Regions from separate parts of the Muntiacus reevesi genome. Here region 1 is linked to region 2. Evidence: chromatin contacts called from public Hi-C data. All regions are on one chromosome and are shown on one strand. Each heading gives the region's core, a stretch centred on a gene start, on an enhancer-like site or on the middle of the called end of the contact. The rest is flanking DNA. Distances are from core to core; before and after follow the strand shown. Region 1 holds the start of MAP4K5 (mitogen-activated protein kinase kinase kinase kinase 5). Region 2 holds the start of L2HGDH (L-2-hydroxyglutarate dehydrogenase).

Evidence for each region. A called contact is a pair of places that touch in the nucleus more often than the background predicts.
Region 1: a Hi-C map of muscle shows a contact between it and region 2, with 8 times the contacts expected there. The contact joins the promoter of MAP4K5 here to the promoter of L2HGDH in region 2. A contact is called at or near these places in 2 of 3 Hi-C or Micro-C datasets (blood and muscle).

The regions. Positions count from the first base shown.
Region 1 is chr7:41,908,604-41,914,197 of mMunRee1.1, reverse strand. MAP4K5 (mitogen-activated protein kinase kinase kinase kinase 5) reads left to right here and starts at 3,445. Exons shown (of 33, transcript XM_065940407.1): 1 at 3,445-3,581; 2 at 3,836-4,052. The coding sequence starts at 3,945.
Region 2 is chr7:41,706,530-41,712,268 of mMunRee1.1, reverse strand. L2HGDH (L-2-hydroxyglutarate dehydrogenase) reads left to right here and starts at 3,561. Exons shown (of 9, transcript XM_065941902.1): 1 at 3,561-3,764. The coding sequence starts at 3,625. DMAC2L (distal membrane arm assembly component 2 like) reads right to left here and starts at 3,489. Exons shown (of 5, transcript XM_065941908.1): 1 at 3,390-3,489.

The DNA of each region.
Region 1 (5,594 bases), core at 2,196-4,695, 200 kb before region 2:
TAGTATATATCTTTCCATTGACAACGGAATTCTGCTGCCCCTATTCAATTTAAGAGTCATCAGATAGCACCCAGTATCTAAACAACAGTTTAGAACACAAAATCACTTAGAATCCTGTAGTCAGGTGTTCAGTATCTGCCAAGCCCTGGTAGCAAGCCAAGAGCTGTCTCTCAACTGAGCTGAATACAGGAACCCTGCTATCAATTCTCATATAAACTTTAAAACCACCCTGGGGATCAAGGGTACCCATCAGATAATCATTTCAAACTAGATTTTAAAAAAAAAAGATGTGCGCTGGGTTCCTCTTTTTAAAACTCCCATCATAATGACCGGATACTGATTCTGAAAGAGATGCAAGTTCTACTGGTCTCCAGAACAAAAGAGAATTCTCCTATACTTAGAAAACAGTTTTGGCCTCGACAAGGAAACCTCATTAGTAACAAAAAGAATAACTTAAGATTAACTATTTGAAAATACAAATCATAATGATGGCCAATGTCTTCCAAATAGTTAACAAACCTATAAAGCTCAATCACATCAAGTTACATTTTGCAACTAGCTTGTGTTGGAAGATTCATCAGATTATAATGCTTAAGTCTATATGTTTCATATTAAATTACTGTCCTTATGCTCTTCTTGTCACACTTGAGGATTTTACTCAACCATTCTTTCTTGGTTAGTAAACTGTGAAACTTACCTAGGTAGAAGTTAAAAAATTTTATGTCCCCTGATTTTATTCCCCCTGTATTTTGGCTGTGCTGGGCAGCATGCAGGAACTTAGTTCCCTGACCAGTAATCTAACCTGTGCCTCCTGCAACGGAGGTGCGATGTCTGAACCACTGGACTGCCAGGGAAGCCCCTATGTCTCCCAACTAAAAAAATTCATCCATGGCTAAAATTGAAACCAGAGGCCAAAGATTATAACTAGTATTTTACTAAAAAACTCTGAAAGAAGGGAAAAACACTAAAAAGCATAGAGCAAACCATAAAAGGTAGGTAACAGTAAAATATGGAAAATAAAACATGTCAGATAGGAAGACCCAAAGAGTATATGACCATCATATCAAGTTATATTTATTCTTATTCAATACCCTGGCATTATAAAAACTGGTGGTCTGTAAGAAACTCTTGTGTAAGCTACAAGTTTTGTTATGTAACTTTCCATTTTGAAACCCTGTGCTTAATTGTTTAGGGTATAAAATTAAATTTATGCACTGTATGTTTATTTTATGGAAATTTAATGTGAACTTCTTTACTAACCATGTAATATTTAACACACAAGCTATGACTTCACTGACCTTGATAAAATTAACTAGTATCTAAAATTTTTAAAATTCTCTTGAAGTTAGTATAAAGCAGATGTTTTTCCTTGAAACGGCTGTGTTATGAGTAAAATAATGATTATGGCAGACATTTCTGAATCACCACATAGAACCTTGACTTTTTCCACACTATCCACCTCTGCGTTGATGGTCAAAGCGTATGGCTCGGCCATTACTGGCAACATAAGTATCTGCATTCCAGGGTCTTGGTGAAGCCTATGACCTCAAACTTTTTATTGCTTAATTCATATCAAACACTGTGTTTCAAGAATAACATGCCTAAAAGACTGTCAGAAAGATATTTGTTTTGAACAGGGAATTCAGTTTCCACTTTAGGAAGGCCCATGAGATAAGTTTTCTTAAACTCTTAGCAACAGGAAAAGATGCACCTCTCTCTCGATCGACTGGTTTACTGTGATCTCAAAAACACTATAAAACTTTCTGCTTCAGCCAATTTGCTGTATTGTTCTGGTATCCCATTTTTCCTTTCTTTGACATCATACCTATTTCCTCATTTTTATCTTATGTTATAGTATGCATTTTCCATATTCTGCCTCAAATTCTCTGAGGAGTAATGCAAGTATAAATAAATTATAGACTAAAAAAAGGATTAAAGCTTATAGGGTCAAAGGGGAAAATGAGAATCTATGACAGTAAATAAGTACTAGGATACCAATAGAACATTTGAAAAGATTTTAAGTCATTGAAGCCAAAAGTATTTGCCCACCAAATCAAGTGCCAAGAAGCTTTGAAAGAAGTAACTGTTCTTCAACAATTTTTTCAATGCAGCAAACACATAGGCTTTGTCCATAGAGCATGTAAGTCTGAGCTTACTTATGTTCCCTAAATAAGTGCCCTTTGTGCAGACAGCACAAGAAATACATATCTTCCCAGTCCTGTTAAGGTGTGAATTTAATTTCTACATTATGCAATTGATTACAATGACCAACAACAACCAATACACTGCCAAGAATGGAATTGAATTGGATATTCAAAGCCACAAGGCAACATCCACAACTTGCTCTTTTGTGATTTTTCAGTCACTAAATGCATTGGGCCAAGTGTTAGCTGGCTTTTTTGTTCAAACCTTCACGGAGCTCTAGAAATAACTTTGCCAGTATACAACCTGGTAATGTTATTTCTACCTTCAGAACAAGACTAGAACTGAAACTGCAAAACAGCCTGTGAAATATCAGCCAAATTACTTCCCTAAACTCCTGTTCCATATTTTGTACATTGTGAAGTATTTTTAAACCTCTTATATATTGATAACCTTCTTTATAATCCTGTAAGATGCTTTATAAACGCTTTCTTGGGTGTCAGATGCAAAACCCTATCCTCTTCAAGCTGCAGATAAGGAGACATTGGCAAATACGATGTCCTTCTTGTCCCGGGTCACAGACTGAGGAAGTGGTAGAACCAGAACCAGGTTGTGGTCCCTAATTCTGTCTCAGCTTCTGCAAAGCTCCTGAGCCAAATAAAGGAGCAATAACCGCGTTGAGACACCGCGTGTGCCCAACTGAGCTACTGGCCACTGAAACTTCCTAGGAATTTAGGCTTTCAGAAATGTCTTGGGAAAACTCGTAGAAGACAGGTTGCGCAGGTGTGTAGGGAAGCTTCAAACTGGTACCACTGGGAACGATTTGCAAAACAGGACGGTGCAGTAGGGTGTGCCGCGATTTAGTTAACCTGGCACTTCCCCACCTCCTTCCCTGGCGCCCCACGGCCAGCTGACTCCTGGCCCAGTGCCCTCTGCGTACCTTCTCTGAACTAGGCGGGAGCCGCGTTCCCGTCTCCCTCGCGCCCACCCTCTCTCTCTACCCGCCTCACTCTCCAAGTTTACCAGACGATGCACGGGGCGGTTTAGCCGAGGCGCGTCCGCCCACGAATACACCGGGGGCGTCCCTAACACCCGCGGGTGGGGAGCGGAGCCCGGGCCCGGAGGGACGCGCCGGGCGAGGGGGCGCGGCGGCCCGGCCGGGAGAGTGTCGTGTCCCGAGCAGGCCTCAGGGCGGCACTCTGGCCCCGCGGCCGGCGCGCTCGGGCGGGCCTCTGGGCGCCGACCCACGCTGGCCGGGAACGTGTCTCCCGGTGACGCAGCCCCGGGTGGGGAACGTGGTGCGGCGGCGGCAGCGGCGACGGTACGCGCCTCAGCCGCCCGCGAGAGGACGTGCGCTGCTGCGGGAGGCGGCGGCGGCGCCGCGGGACCTGGAGCGGCCGGCTGGAGCCGGGAAGCAGGACGCAGGCGCGGGCGAGGAAGTAGGTCCCGGGCGCGGCGCTCAACAAAGAGCGGGGCCGCCCCCCTGAGGTATCCTGCCGACCCCGAGCGCCGGCGGGCGGGCAGACCGGTCCGGCAGTTCGCGGGCGGCCTGGGAGGGGGAAGGGCCGCGGCCGGAACCCGGCGGCGGGGCTCTAGGGACCCTTCCAGGCCGGCTGGTCCGCGGTCCCCGGACGGGCGGAAAGGAAGGGGCTGGGCCGCTCGGGATTGTAGCCTCTGCTTCTCCCTCGTGCAGGCGGAGCTGCGGGCAGAGGCTCCATGTTGGGAAGCGGCGCCGCTCGTCCTCGTTAGCGGGAATCGGGGCGCCGCGGGCAGAACCAGCGGGGGCCGGGCCCTGAGTGAAGATGGAGGCCCCTCTGCGGCCTGGGGCCGACATCCTGAGGCGGAACCCGCAGCAGGACTACGAGCTCGTTCAGAGGGTCGGCAGCGGCACCTACGGGGACGTCTATAAGGTGAGGCAGGCCGGACTCTTTTCCTCTGGTCAGTTGGCTTCCAGGAATAGGCCACTTTCTGGGAAGTATGAGGAGGGGGCAGGATGCTTTTATTGTTGCATCTTGGAGATGCCGCGGCCGTGGTTCCGTGTGCTCGGTTTCAGGGCACCTTCAATTCACTGCTTGCTCTGATCGCTTCAACAAGCAGAACTAATCACACCTTTGCAAACTACCGTTGTACTTTTTTTGTGGTATAAAGGCTTTTTCATGCTTATTTATGGTATCCAGGGGAGTTCGAATCTGCTTACGGAGTTGCACTTGAAAGTGTTCTTGTCTTAGCATGGAAAAATGCTTCCTGGAAGTCGGGAGACCAGAAAGTATATTGACATTCCGACATTTGCATAAGAAAACTTTTTGATGGATAATCGTGGTTTAAAAAGTCCTATGAAATCCCTCCTCTCAGTTTTATCTGTAAGCAGTCTAAAAAGTGACTTGGGCACAAACATCATCGTATGTAGAACAATGCTTTTTCTGGCAGAAGTTTCATTATTTGTATCAGATGATTTCTTTTTCTACTTTAGCAGTTCCTTTCTTTGGAATTTATAACATCCCATGACCAAGAGCGATTAAGAGCTGCTGTCCTTTTAATTGTACTTGTTTGCTTTATTTGGAACGAAAGAAGAGGATGTTACTCTCAATTTGAGATTTGAAAAAACACAGAGAAGCAAACCCAGTTCCTTAAGTTCACTGAATTCTTGAAGGATCAAGATGAAAGAGGTTGTTTCAGATTGTCTTATGCTTTTTGTTTTCTGTTTCAAAAAGGGATCTCTACTGCAGCTCATATATATTGAGGGAAATTTCCTTGGATTTGGAACAGCTTTGTTTATTGGATTTAATCATGTTATATATGCCATTATTCCAAATAACACTCCTGCATGTACTTAAAACTGGCCTTTGTGTTATATGGTTAATTAACCAGTAGAATCCTCTGGGGTGTGTTGTTTTGCACAGGTGGTAATATGGAAGAAAATCATCCTTTCTTCCTAACTTCTGTTTTTGTTAATATCTTCCCTTTTAATAGTAACAACTTGAGGTTGTGTTAAGGCAGCTCTAACACTGCTTGATTCTACTGAGTTGAAAAGTAATGGGTAGGATTTTTATTTAAACAAGCATTTGCATCTTCTGTACTAGGTACTGTTCTGTATGGGATGTTGAATTGGGAGGAAGTTTCCAGCTTTTGCCTTGTGAATAATTTTAATTCAAAATGGATAATTATAATAGAATCCAGAATCCTCTTTACATAGAATTAGAGGTAGTTAACTCTTGTTTATTCATGAATTAGACATTTTGTGGAATGATCTTTAAAAACTTGAAATTCCTATTTGCTTTCTCAGTCCTGCTTTTTAGTCATCTTCTTTTTATGATTCACTTTGTATTACTAGTTCATGTTAATCATACAGTTGTTCATCATCAATTCAGTTCATGTTAATAATACAGTAATCTGGATTCTAGTTCTTGTATATTTTCTCTCCTTTCTACTACAAGAACTTTTAAAGTGTTCCC
Region 2 (5,739 bases), core at 2,312-4,811:
TCGCAGAGAGTCAGACACAACTGAGTGACTAGGCACACAAATTAAAAGAAACCACTCAAACTCAAGTTAAAAAACAAACATTACTAAGCTACTGCTGTGATAAATAACTCAGGAATTCAAACTATTTTAAAAATTCTTCTTACTATCATAATATGGCTTGCAGCCATAAGCTTTTAACAGATGTTTCCAAAAGTTGATAGTAACTTTGTGACTTAGAGAAGGCCAGACCTCTAATGTGTGCCTCAAAACAGGAGATGGAGAATTCTTCAGTTTGCATAAAAACAAGTTTCTTTTAAAAAGTGCAAGTTCTCTTTTTACATATTAAACATAATTACTTAGGTGGGTTATTCAAAATGATGGCTCATTCAGGGGTCAAAAAGACTAAACTAGCCAACCTGTTCTTGAGGGCAGTGAAAGTGTGGAGAGAAGGGTGAGGTGGTATCAGAATTGGGGAGTTTACCCTCCAAATTATAACCCCACTTCACTGGAAATCATCCATTACTGATGCCAGTTCTTATTCCTGATGTATCTAGAGTCTAGTGAAATAAAGTGACAGAGCACTTCCTTAGGAATTAGAAGCAAAAGTCCCCAAAGTTACCCTAGGCAGTATCACTTGACACTCACTGAACTAACTTCTTATGGGTTCTGACCTAGATGGAAGGTGAACATGAATTCTTAGCTTCAGGAGGGTGTGGTGGCCAGAAAACAAATGTCTCTAGCCAAAGACATTACAGGGTCAATGAATGTAAGGTGAGTTCTTGATTTGAGATAATCGAGATGAAACAAATTAATGTACAGTCAAGCCTAGGCGAGAAGTTAAGCAGAGAAAATTTTATAAAAAATACGTGTGGTATTTTGAGTTCTTTCACTTTGCTAAACTAGGAAGTACAAGCTCAAAGCTCAAAATCACAGAAGAGTAAAACAGCCACTACTATGGACTGATTCATGAAAACCTGACCACAGACCCTAGATTGTATAATTCTATACTCAACCTAGTAACAAATCTACTACAATCCTGTGCAGTGGTTAAAATAAAAAAACAGTGATAGTACCAAAAGCTGGCAACACTGAAGAGGAACTGGATCACTCAACATTGCTGGTGGGAATGTAAAATGGTACAGCCACTTTGGAAAGGAGTTTGGCGCTTTCTTACAAAGCTAAACATGTGCTTATCAGATGACCCAGCAATTGGACTCTTGGGCACTTATCCCAGAGAAACAAACAGGCTCACACAAAAAGCTGTACACTAAGTTTCATAGCAGCTTTATTCGAAATAGCAAAAAAAAAACTAGAAGTAACTCAGATATCCTCCAAAGGGTGAATGGTTTAAGCACGTTGTGGTACATTCATACCATGAAATACTTCTCGGCAATAAGACAGAATGAACCATCAATACATGCTGCAATTTGGATGGATCTCATGGGATAATGCTAAATGAAAAAGTCAATTCCAAAAAGTTACATACTATATAATTTTGTTTATGTAACATTCTTGAGATGTCAAAATTTTAGAAAGTGAGAAGGGAATGGGGAAGAGGGTGCCTTGTTGCAGGGATCTTGGTGATGGATCTGTGCTATAGCTTGCCTGTGATGGATACAACATTCTACACATGGGGAGGTCCCTGGCGGTCCAGTGGTTGGGACGCTCTCACTGCCAGGGGTCAGGGTTCCATCCATAGTCAGAGAACTAAGATCCCACAAGCCCCACTGCATGACCAAAAAAACAAAAATAAGTATCTATACAGGTGTGATAAAATCTGTACAGGACTAAACACACACACAAATGCAAAACAGTCTATCTGAATAAGATCCATGGGGTATTCCTGGTTATGCTGTTGTATCAAACTTTTACAAGATGTTACTATTTGAGAAGACTGGGTAAAGGGTACACAGGATCTCTACTGTTTCTTACAACTGCATGGAAATCTACAATTAACTCAAAATTCAAAATATTAAAAAAATTTCTAATAAAAAATTAAAAACTGAACTAAACAATGAATCATATCTTATTTTTCATTTGTGATGAACAAGCAGGCAACATTCCACATTATTTTCACAAATAAAGAAAATATGTATAACTATCCAGGTGATAAAAACCATATAAACATAATAAACACCATCATTTTATTGAGCACTTTACTGTGCTAAGCATCTGATGAGCCTTATCTTGCATAATCCACACAAAAGTCCTCTAAGGGGGACCCTACATCACTCATAGTTCACAGAGGAGGGGCTGAGGGAAAGGGGTGACTCCACTTCCCCAAGCTATTCGACTAATAACTGGAGCCAAATTCAGACAGGCAAGTGTAAGTCCTTCCAGCTATAAAGTTAGTGCCCGTGGGGTGATCAGCGGTGTCCGACTCTTTGCCACCCCATGGACTGCAGGCCGCCAGGCTCCTCTGTTCACGGAATTTTCCAGGCAAAAATACTGGAGTGGGCTGCCATTTCCTACTCCAGGGGATCTTCCGGACCCAGGGACTGAACCTGGGTCTCCTGCACGGGCACTGGACGCATATTCTTTACCACTGCTCCATCTGCTAAATCCAAATAAAGTAATAAAGTTACATCGTCCTATTTTTGTTTTGCTCAGCTGTCCTGACCCTAAAAATTAAAAAAAAAAAAAACTTCCATCAAACACTGACAACAGGTGTTAGTTAGGCATAGAACTAGAGGATCACATAATTTAACACAGGTCTTTCAGAGATTACACAGCCCACTTCCCTCACTTTACAGCTAAATAGGGGTGAAGTGACATGTACGGGTGAATCATTGTTTCCAGGCCCGTAAAGCATATTTAAAACTACATGTCAGTCCAGTATTTAAAAAAAAAAAAGAAAGGAAACAGATCGCTAAATGATGGCAGAGACCGAGCCGTCTGGTTCATTTATGCGCTCAATATTTACAAGACCAATAATGAATGACATGTCAGGAGTCACATATATGGATGGCCAGAAAACAGCAGACTATCAGGCGTCGCCATGACAGAGCCTCCGTCTGGAGAAGGTTAGGGCTGGACAGTGCCCTTTAGTGAGCACTCCGCTCTGTAGAAGACGCGTTGGAGACAGATTCTCCGCAAGGAGCCGCAAGGGGCGCGGGGCGGGGCTAGGAAGAGGCGAGATTGAGAGGGCGGAGCCACGAGGGACGCGGGGCGGGGTCTTGGGGGCGGGGCCTAGCTGGAGGAAAGGAGGGCCTCTGGGCCTGCCCAAACGAGAATTTTCACCATCATCATCCCCAGACTTTCTCCTGAGGCGCCAAGTCCGCTGGGCTCTGCAGCTCGAGGACGCGCGACTCGGCGGGCCAGATTTTCAGTTAGCCAAGCGATGGGAGAAAAAGGGGAGAAGGTGACCACCACTAGTCCCGCCCCTCGCGGGGCCTAGCTCGTCTACTCACAGAGTCAAAAGGAAGGAGCAAGCTAGCGTCCCCAGCGTCTACGGCGGCGCAGGCCTGCCCTTCGCCCTCCGCCGCGCGCGTTCATTGGCCACTGGCGGCTGCGCCCACGTGGGGCGAAGGCGCTCCCTTCATTGGCCTCTGCTTAGGGGGCGGGGCTAGAGGGCGCCGGGACCCGGGCATTACAGGTCTCAAGGGCTGGCTTCTAGGGCTTGAGGCAGGGAAAGGGGCGCAGGCGATGGTACCAGCGCTGCGTTATCTGGGCAGTGTCTGCGGACGGGCCCGCGGGATTTTCCCCGGGAGCTTCTCCGCGGCGCGCACACCCGCGTCGGGGAAATCCCGGCTGTTGTGCCAGGGTGGCCGCAGAGCCAGCACCAGGTGAGTACCGCTGGCCCGCCCCCCGCGGTCTGCGCTGCCTCTCTTGGAGTTGCCTAGTGCTGGACCTCTGCCTCTGCTTTTCTTCTCTCTCCTCGGCGAGAGAGAAGCTCGGGATCCTGTGAAGCCCGGGCTCCAGCCCCAGATCCCAGGAGCTACCTGCCTGGATCACTCGTAGGCTTGTGGGAGAGAGGAGAAGAATAAGAAAGGCAGTGTCGAGTAGAGGTCAACAACAGTCCTGGCTTTGAATACAACTCCACCGCTTCCCATTCAACCCTGGGCGGGTTACTTAAGCTCCTTTAAGGCTCAGTTGTGAATCGGAACCTGGTCTCTCGCGCAAGTGGTCGTTTTGAGGATTAAAAGGACCTCACACACTGTAAGCTGTCAAACGTGCTGTTTGTTCGCTGGCCTTCCTGATGTTACTTGGAACATCTGAAACCGGTCTTAAATCAGTCAGTTCCTGGCACACACACGGCTGCATAGAGGTGCCCGTATGAGAAGCAACTCAGCTGCTAATCAAACCCTGCAGAATTCAGCGTCCTGTGATTTGAAATGTGGAGATCACGTATGAAATTACTGTTTTTTACCTGCTTTCTGTGTGGGGAGTGGTTTATGTGAAGGTGTCAAAGCTGGAAAGCTCTTGGCTCTTTTTCGGGAACTAGCATGTGGGCAACATGAGTGTGAGTGGAACTTGGCGAAACAGAGGATGGTGTGGAAGGACACCGGAGAGGGTTACATCACAGCAGAGGTTTTACTTTAACTGCACGTGGAATTTTATCCAAGGGCGCTGGGAGACTTTTAAATACGTGATTAAATGTTGATGTTTCAAAAAGTTGATTCAGGCTGCTGTGTATTAGTGGATTGGAGGGGAATTAGTGTGGAATAGGATTTGTGATTCATCGTGGGGTATGTAGACTGTTCTTTTAGGAACCTTTTCTTAAGGGAAGAAAAGTAAGGTTAGTGAAGGTTTTGTTTATACTTTTTTTATTTTGAAATGATTAAAGATCCATAGGAAGTTCCAAAAAAAAAAAAAAAAGACCCCACAAAAACCCAGACCAGGGAGCTCTCATGTACCCTTCTTAACCCATTTTGCTCCAACATCTTACCTAACTGTAGTAACAGTGTCAAAACCAGGAAAATGATATTAGCACAATCCATAGACCTTGTTAAGATTTTCATCAGTTTTACATGCACTCATTTTTTAAAAATTGCTTCACTACTTACGGACTTTATTCTATATAACATTTAGTATCTTAAAAGATTATTTTGAAAATTGAAATTACATTAGATAGATAGATTTGGGGGAGAATTGCTTCTTTATAATTTTGAGTTTTCCCATCCATGAACTTGGCATATCTTTTCATTTATGCATACTCATTTGTTATTTAGGAGCTTCCCGGGTGGCTCAGTAAAAGAATCCACTTGTCAGTGCAGGAGTGGGAGGAGACACAGGTTTGATCCCTCGGTCCAGATGATCCCCTGGAGGAGGAAATGGCAACGCACTCCAGTATTCTTGCCAGGATAATCCCATAGACAGAGGAGTATACTCCATGGGGGTCACAAAGAATTGAACACGACTGAGCATGCACACAAGCGTGCCTTTGTTATTTAATAGAGTTTAAAATTTTACTCTGTGAAGTTCTTTTTTTCTTTAGGTTAATTCTTAGATTCCCTTATTGCTTTGTTGCTATGATAAATAGTATCTTATTTTATATTCTTTCAGCTGGATTTTACTTATATAGGATATGCTTTTTTGTATGTCTTATCCAGTTTTGGGGACTCCCTGGTGGCTCAGATGGTAAAGCCTCTGCCTGCAATGCAGGAGACCTGGGTTCAGTCCCTGGGTTGGGAAGATCCCCTGGAGAAGGAAATGGCAACCCACTCCAATATTCTTGCCTGGGAATTTCCACAGACAGAGGAGCCTTGTGGGCTACAGTCCATGGTGTCACTAAGAGTCGGACGTGATTGGGAAACTAAC